2 separate regions of the Mus musculus genome follow, and region 1 is linked to region 2. Evidence: chromatin contacts called from public HiChIP or PLAC-seq data. All regions are on one chromosome and are shown on one strand. The core of a region is the stretch at or near the end of the contact, and the rest is flanking DNA. Distances in the headings are between cores, read along the strand shown.

Region 1 (2,700 bases), core at 67-2,566, 310 kb after region 2:
GTCACACCCCTGGGAGCAGAGCATCCACTGAACTGCTGATATGGGACAGGGTGGGGGATGGGACTGAGAAGGTGGGAGTTAAAAATCAAAGTGATAAATGGGCCAACTGTTGCATTCACACCACGGGTTGAGGCAGTTGCTGTCCCTAGGAAAACAAAGGCACTCCAGGATCTCCAGCCACCAGGGACACCCCTCATATAGGGATGACAGGCCAGCTCTTGTCTCTCCTCACCCCTGACTCTTGTCACCCTCCTCTCCAGGTTCCCCAAGATCTGCAGTACTGTATTTAGTTGCTGGGGAAAGAGAAATTGTTTCTGGCCAAGGTTGATCTACTTGACTGTGACTTTAAATGCAAAATGTCCCTCTCAGGTTTATGCAGTAGGAATGATGCTTGGGGGAAACATGGACCCTTTAAGAGCCGGGGCTTAGCTAGAGAAAGTAAGTCACTGGAGAACAGGGTCTTAACCAGTTTCTGCTTCCATGAGGAGCTATGGTGTCCTTTCCACTTCCTAGTCTGATGGTCAGGTCAGGAGCTCTAGCACAGCCTCCAGCCACCCTGAACTCTCCTGTACAGTCCCCACTGTGAAGGATGGACGTTCTCTCGCTCCAAATTGCTTTTGTCCAAGATTTTGTCAAGGCAAGAAGAAATGTAGCCAACACAGGCACATCCTTCCAAAGGGCTGCAGCCTGGAGACCAGGGGGTGTGGTCACATCAAGTGTTCAATGCTGACAACGCACAGAGCAGGGCAGTCAGAGGTGACACATGGAACCCAGCCAGTGAGATGGACAAGTGCTCACGTGTTCCCATGTCTGTTTCCCACCAGGTTTCCGGTGCTTCTCCTTCACCTCCCACTTCATACCTTCTGAGCTATGGGTGGGCTGCCTGGGGGCCAAAGGCCACAGATCCCAGGGGTATGCCTCAGATTGTCCCTGTGACCCTGTCAACTGGGGTGCAAGTCCCAGAGAGACATGGAACCGCCCCCACTTCCTCTTGAACACCTGCTGGTCTGAGGTAAAGCCTCTACTGAAGGAGTATGCTCGGTGGCCTCCAGGAAATCTACCCATATTACAGTAGGATGCAGAAGGCTGCGAGAACCCACAGACCCCTTGGGTTCTGCCCAGACAGACTGTGACCGGGATGGTGACGTAGGCTGATCAGCCTGGCCACACCCCAAATCCTGTTTGGCCTGGTTTTTGTAGGAAGGCAAGAGGTAAGGGCCTAGAGAATGAGGCAACAGCTTCCCCAGGGTGAGTTCCTGCCCAGAGCTGGTATCTGGTTTCTCAGCCAAGCATGGGTGGCTCTGGCTCTGTCTCTGATTCCGCTGACTCACAGTTTGGATTACACATTGGACATAGCTTGTCTGTTTGCCTGGACACTGACCCTTGGTCCTGGTTGCACGCTGCACATGGGCCTCTAGGTTTGTCCGGATATTGATCCTCAATCCTGGTCACACTCTAAACATTAGTCACCTACCTTGGCTGATTCTGCATGCACACTGCACACTGGCTGGCTGTTTGCCTGGATACTGATCCCTGATCCTGGTTGCACAGTATACACTGGTTTTCTATGCTTGCTTGGGACTCATCCTTGATCCTAGTTGTACTTTGTACTCTGTTATCTAAGTGTGGCTGGCTAGTCCTCCCAGAGAAAGGTCTTACTTGCAGTCACCCCAACCCTATTTTCAGAAGACACTCGGCTTTCTTGGAGTCGGACTGGGGCCTTGCTGGGCTTTCCTCTAGCCTAATTTTAATAAGCTGGCCGGATGTTTCTTTAGGTAGTAGAAACAGGCATGTTCTTGAGACTCAGGTTCACCTTCACCTTTGAAGGCAGGACATGGCAGGATGCTTGAGATCAGGGCTTGGGATAACAGGAGAACCTTGTTAACCACCGGGAAGGCTTTGCCCCACCTTGTACCCATTTCCCAGGCTGTCATGTTGCTGACAGTCATGTCCGACTCTTTCAGCATGCAGGTTACAGCTGCACGATGGTACCGATTTCTTACTCCTCACGGAGCCTGTATCTAGTGATGATTTGTGCTTTGTGAGCTAGGAAGCTGGGGGCTACCCACTCCTATTCTCACCTCTGTCTGGGGTCTCAGATGCTGGCAAGAATCACACATTCTGGGCTTGCTGGGGACTCGGCCTATCTAAGTCCCTACCCCCACCCACAGGGGAATTGTGGAAATGCCCCTGTCCCTCTTGAGAGTGAAATGTAGTCAGTAAATACCTAGGACTTCACCTGTGGGGTACCGAGAGCCGCTGTGGCAGAAGTTCTGGTTGTCAGGGGACCTGTCCATGATCACAGCATATCAGTGGGAACCCTTAAGGGAACGTGACTCACAGGCTGCTTGCTCCTGACTCCTCCCAGCTGAAGAAAGAAAGGATGGTTAGCAAACAGCAGGTGGGTGGCTGTGTGAGACAAACGTCAGGGAGAATGTTATGGGGTTGCTGGGGTCAAAGCCTGAGTCCTGGTAGCTATAAAAAAAAGTTAGCCAGGGCTACCCCTCCCCAGTTAAAGAAGTAGCAATAAAAGCAGAGAAAAGAGATTTATTTTTTGTGGCCACAGTGGGAAGAACAAAGGGGTCTAGCAACCCTCAAGTCCATCTCTGAGATCCTGGCATGAGGTTTAGGGTTAAGTAGAAAGCAAGTGAATGCGCAGAGAAGCAGATCTGGCCAAGGTGTGGCCCCGCCCATCACTGA
Region 2 (2,782 bases), core at 268-2,767:
CTGCTCAGTCTACCGCTGTGCCCTGCCCCTTGGCCAGATCCAGGCCTCCACTCACAAGCTCTCCGCTCTCCCCTTTCCTGCCCCAAGCTGACAGCAGTCCCTCCTGGTTTTACTTCAGATTTTTGTGTTTTAATTTTAATGTAATTTTTTTTTTTTTTTGAGACCCGATCTAACTCTGTAGACCAGGCTGACTTTGAACTCGCAGAGATCCGCCTGTCTCTGCCGCCCAAGTGCTGGGGCGATACACATGTGCCACCGCCTTCGGCTCTTTGTTTTTAAAGTGTTGTCATCTGTGTGTTTCAGAGTCCCTGGGAAGAGGAGCAGAAAATATTATAAGAGCTGGTGGCTTTAGAACAAAAGCAGAAGTGCCTGAAATCCTTCTGGCCAGGGAGGTTGTTTTCTGGAAGAAGGAAATGGCAGAGAGGGCAGAGGAAAGGCAGAGGTTGGGGGGCCAGATCATATGGGGGTCACTACAGGAGGGTGGGGGGGCAGGGTGTGGGGACCTGCTGCTCCATTGTTGGGGAATCTGACACTGGGTTGCATCTTAAAGGCTGTCAGTTCTTGCCTCCCAGCTCTGGTGACAAAACCCTGCTGGAAGGGTTAAGGGCATCAGCACAAGGGCTGGCCTCTGGTTTGTAAACTGGCCTACCAGCCTCCCTCCCTCCCTCCCTCCCTCCCTCCCTCCCTCCCTCCCTCCCTCCCTCCCTCCCTCCCTCCCTCCCTCCCTCCCTCCCTCCTTCCCTCCTTCCCTTCCTACCTGCCTGCTTGCCTGCCTTTTGTTTCTTTTCTGAGACAGGGTTGGTTTCATGTAGCCCAGGCTATCACTAAACTCCTGATCTCTCTTCTTCCACCTTCTGAATGCAGGGATGATAGGTACCTACCATCACACTTGACTAGTTTCTTCCTCCCATAGGCAGATGGGATGGCCAGGCATGCTAGGAGGCTGAGGCAAATGAATTGTAAAGGGTTAGCTTAGGCTACACAGTGAGTTCAAGGGCCAGCCTGGTTTTAAGAGTGAGGCCCGGTCTCAGCCATCACCTCCACCCTCACAAGAGAGATGCGTGTGAGAAGGCCGAGGGAATCCACAAGTTGCCCACATCTTTCTCCCAAGACTTAGGCTGACAGCACTGCCCTCCCACCTAAGGAGATCGCAAGGAGATAGGCTGTGGCTCCTAAGGAATTTGCTGTGGGAAAAAATATTTCTCCAAACGATGACCAGGAAATATTGTCCTGACCAAGGTTGCTGCATGTGCTATCTTGGAAGCATGAGCTGAGGACTGAGTGCTATGTGATCTTCAACAGGGCCCAGTTCTCAGGCTCAGAACAGCCACCCCACACAGGCCACTAAGACCTCACTATCTCCCTTGGTTTACATTGCCATGCTCTCCTGTAGGACAGCCTTGACCTTGAGCAGGACCTAGGCTGGCTGGCTCAGCCTGTATGGAGGTGGGAGGCCACTCTCTGCTGACTCAGACCTGGCCTAGGGCAAGTTCATGCCTCCAGCCTGTGAGTAACACACTGGTGTTTCAGCTTCAAAGGCCTTCCCAGGATTAACCAATTAGTCACCCAGGAGAGCCACAGTGCGGGTTACTGTTGTCTTCACTAGGCTGGAACTGAGGGAGGGAGGGAGTAGGATCTCACTGCAGAGCAGCAGCAGCAATGAGGTGTAGGGTGTCCCACAGCGTGGGAGGGACAGGATGAGGCAAGATGGAGTTGGAGCTGATCACTGAATGAGAGTGAGAGACCTGGGGGAAGTCTCCGGGTCGGGGAGTGGGGGTTCTGGAGAGTCATGGTTCCATGCAAGGAACATCCTTCTTGGGACTGGGGAGATGGCTCAGCAGGTAAAGTGTTTGCTATGTTAGCTTAAGGACCTGAGTTCAGATCTTCCACAGATTACAGATCTTCCACACCCATATAAAAAGCTGGGCTTGTTGGGTCACATGCCTGTGACCCCAGAGCTGGGGCTGAGACATGGAAGACAAGAAGAGCTTTAGAGCTCTCTGCCCAGCTAGTTTAGCCAAAGCAGTGATGTCTAGGTTCAGTGAGAAAGTGTTGCACAGTAGAGAAAGGCTCTAAAGTCAGTGTCTGGCTTCCATCCACACACGCACACAGATGAACACACTTAAACACACACACATGCACAGATGAACTCATTTGTACACACACATACACACACTCATACAGATGAACTCACACACAGATGAGCTCACACACTCTCACACACAGATGAACTAACTCACACACACACACATACACAGATGAACACACTTACACATGCACAGTTAAGTTATACCCATAAGCATACACTGACACAGATGAACTCACACACACATGCATGCACTCTCACACACACATACACACAGATGAACTTACACATATACACACCTACACACATGCACACACACACATACAAGCATACACACACAGGTACTCACACATGCACACACACACACATGCACACAGACATGCATGCCCGGACACACATGCATGCATGCACACACATGTGCACACACAGATGAACTCACTTCCACACACACTCACATGCAGAGGAGGGAGGAAGAGGGGGTGTTGGTAGGGGAACTGGCCCATGAGGGCCACCATGTGTTCTCACCATTGCAGCCCAAACTTATCCTGCCCTTCTGAGCCTTCCTGGCAACTGTAGCAGGAATCTTGGAACAGTTTTTGGTGTGTGTGTGTGTGTGTGTGTGTGTGTGTGTGTGTGTGTGTGTCTGAGAGGGGGGGGGAGGGGAGGGGGAGAGAGGGAGAGAGAGAGATTCTTTTG

What was found. HiChIP or PLAC-seq counts read pairs in DNA pulled down with a chosen protein or histone mark.
Region 1: a CTCF HiChIP or PLAC-seq map of the NIH/3T3 cell line shows a contact between it and region 2, with 16 read pairs. The contact joins two enhancer-like sites. A contact is called at or near these places in 1 of 15 datasets of contacts at CTCF or cohesin (the NIH/3T3 cell line), 14 of 484 Hi-C or Micro-C datasets (the AML12 cell line, the N1E-115 cell line, bone marrow-derived macrophages and 10 more) and 15 of 115 datasets of contacts at active chromatin or transcription factors (the HPC-7 cell line, Th17 cells, embryonic basal ganglia and 10 more).

What each region holds. Positions count from the first base shown.
Region 1 is chr8:126,612,982-126,615,681 of GRCm38.p6, reverse strand. No RefSeq gene overlaps it. Among named protein-coding and RNA genes, the nearest start is that of Gm31546, 18 kb to the right of the region's middle. Within about 2 kb of position 1,316, at least 216 of the 459 cell types and tissues checked have an H3K27ac peak or open chromatin away from gene starts, as enhancers often do. A contact at or near this core is called in the N1E-115 cell line, the NIH/3T3 cell line, Th17 cells and 7 more, where this site is marked.
Region 2 is chr8:126,918,191-126,920,972 of GRCm38.p6, reverse strand. No RefSeq gene overlaps it. Among named protein-coding and RNA genes, the nearest start is that of Gm31718, 11 kb to the right of the region's middle. Within about 2 kb of position 1,517, at least 161 of the 459 cell types and tissues checked have an H3K27ac peak or open chromatin away from gene starts, as enhancers often do. A contact at or near this core is called in the N1E-115 cell line, the NIH/3T3 cell line, Th17 cells and 7 more, where this site is marked.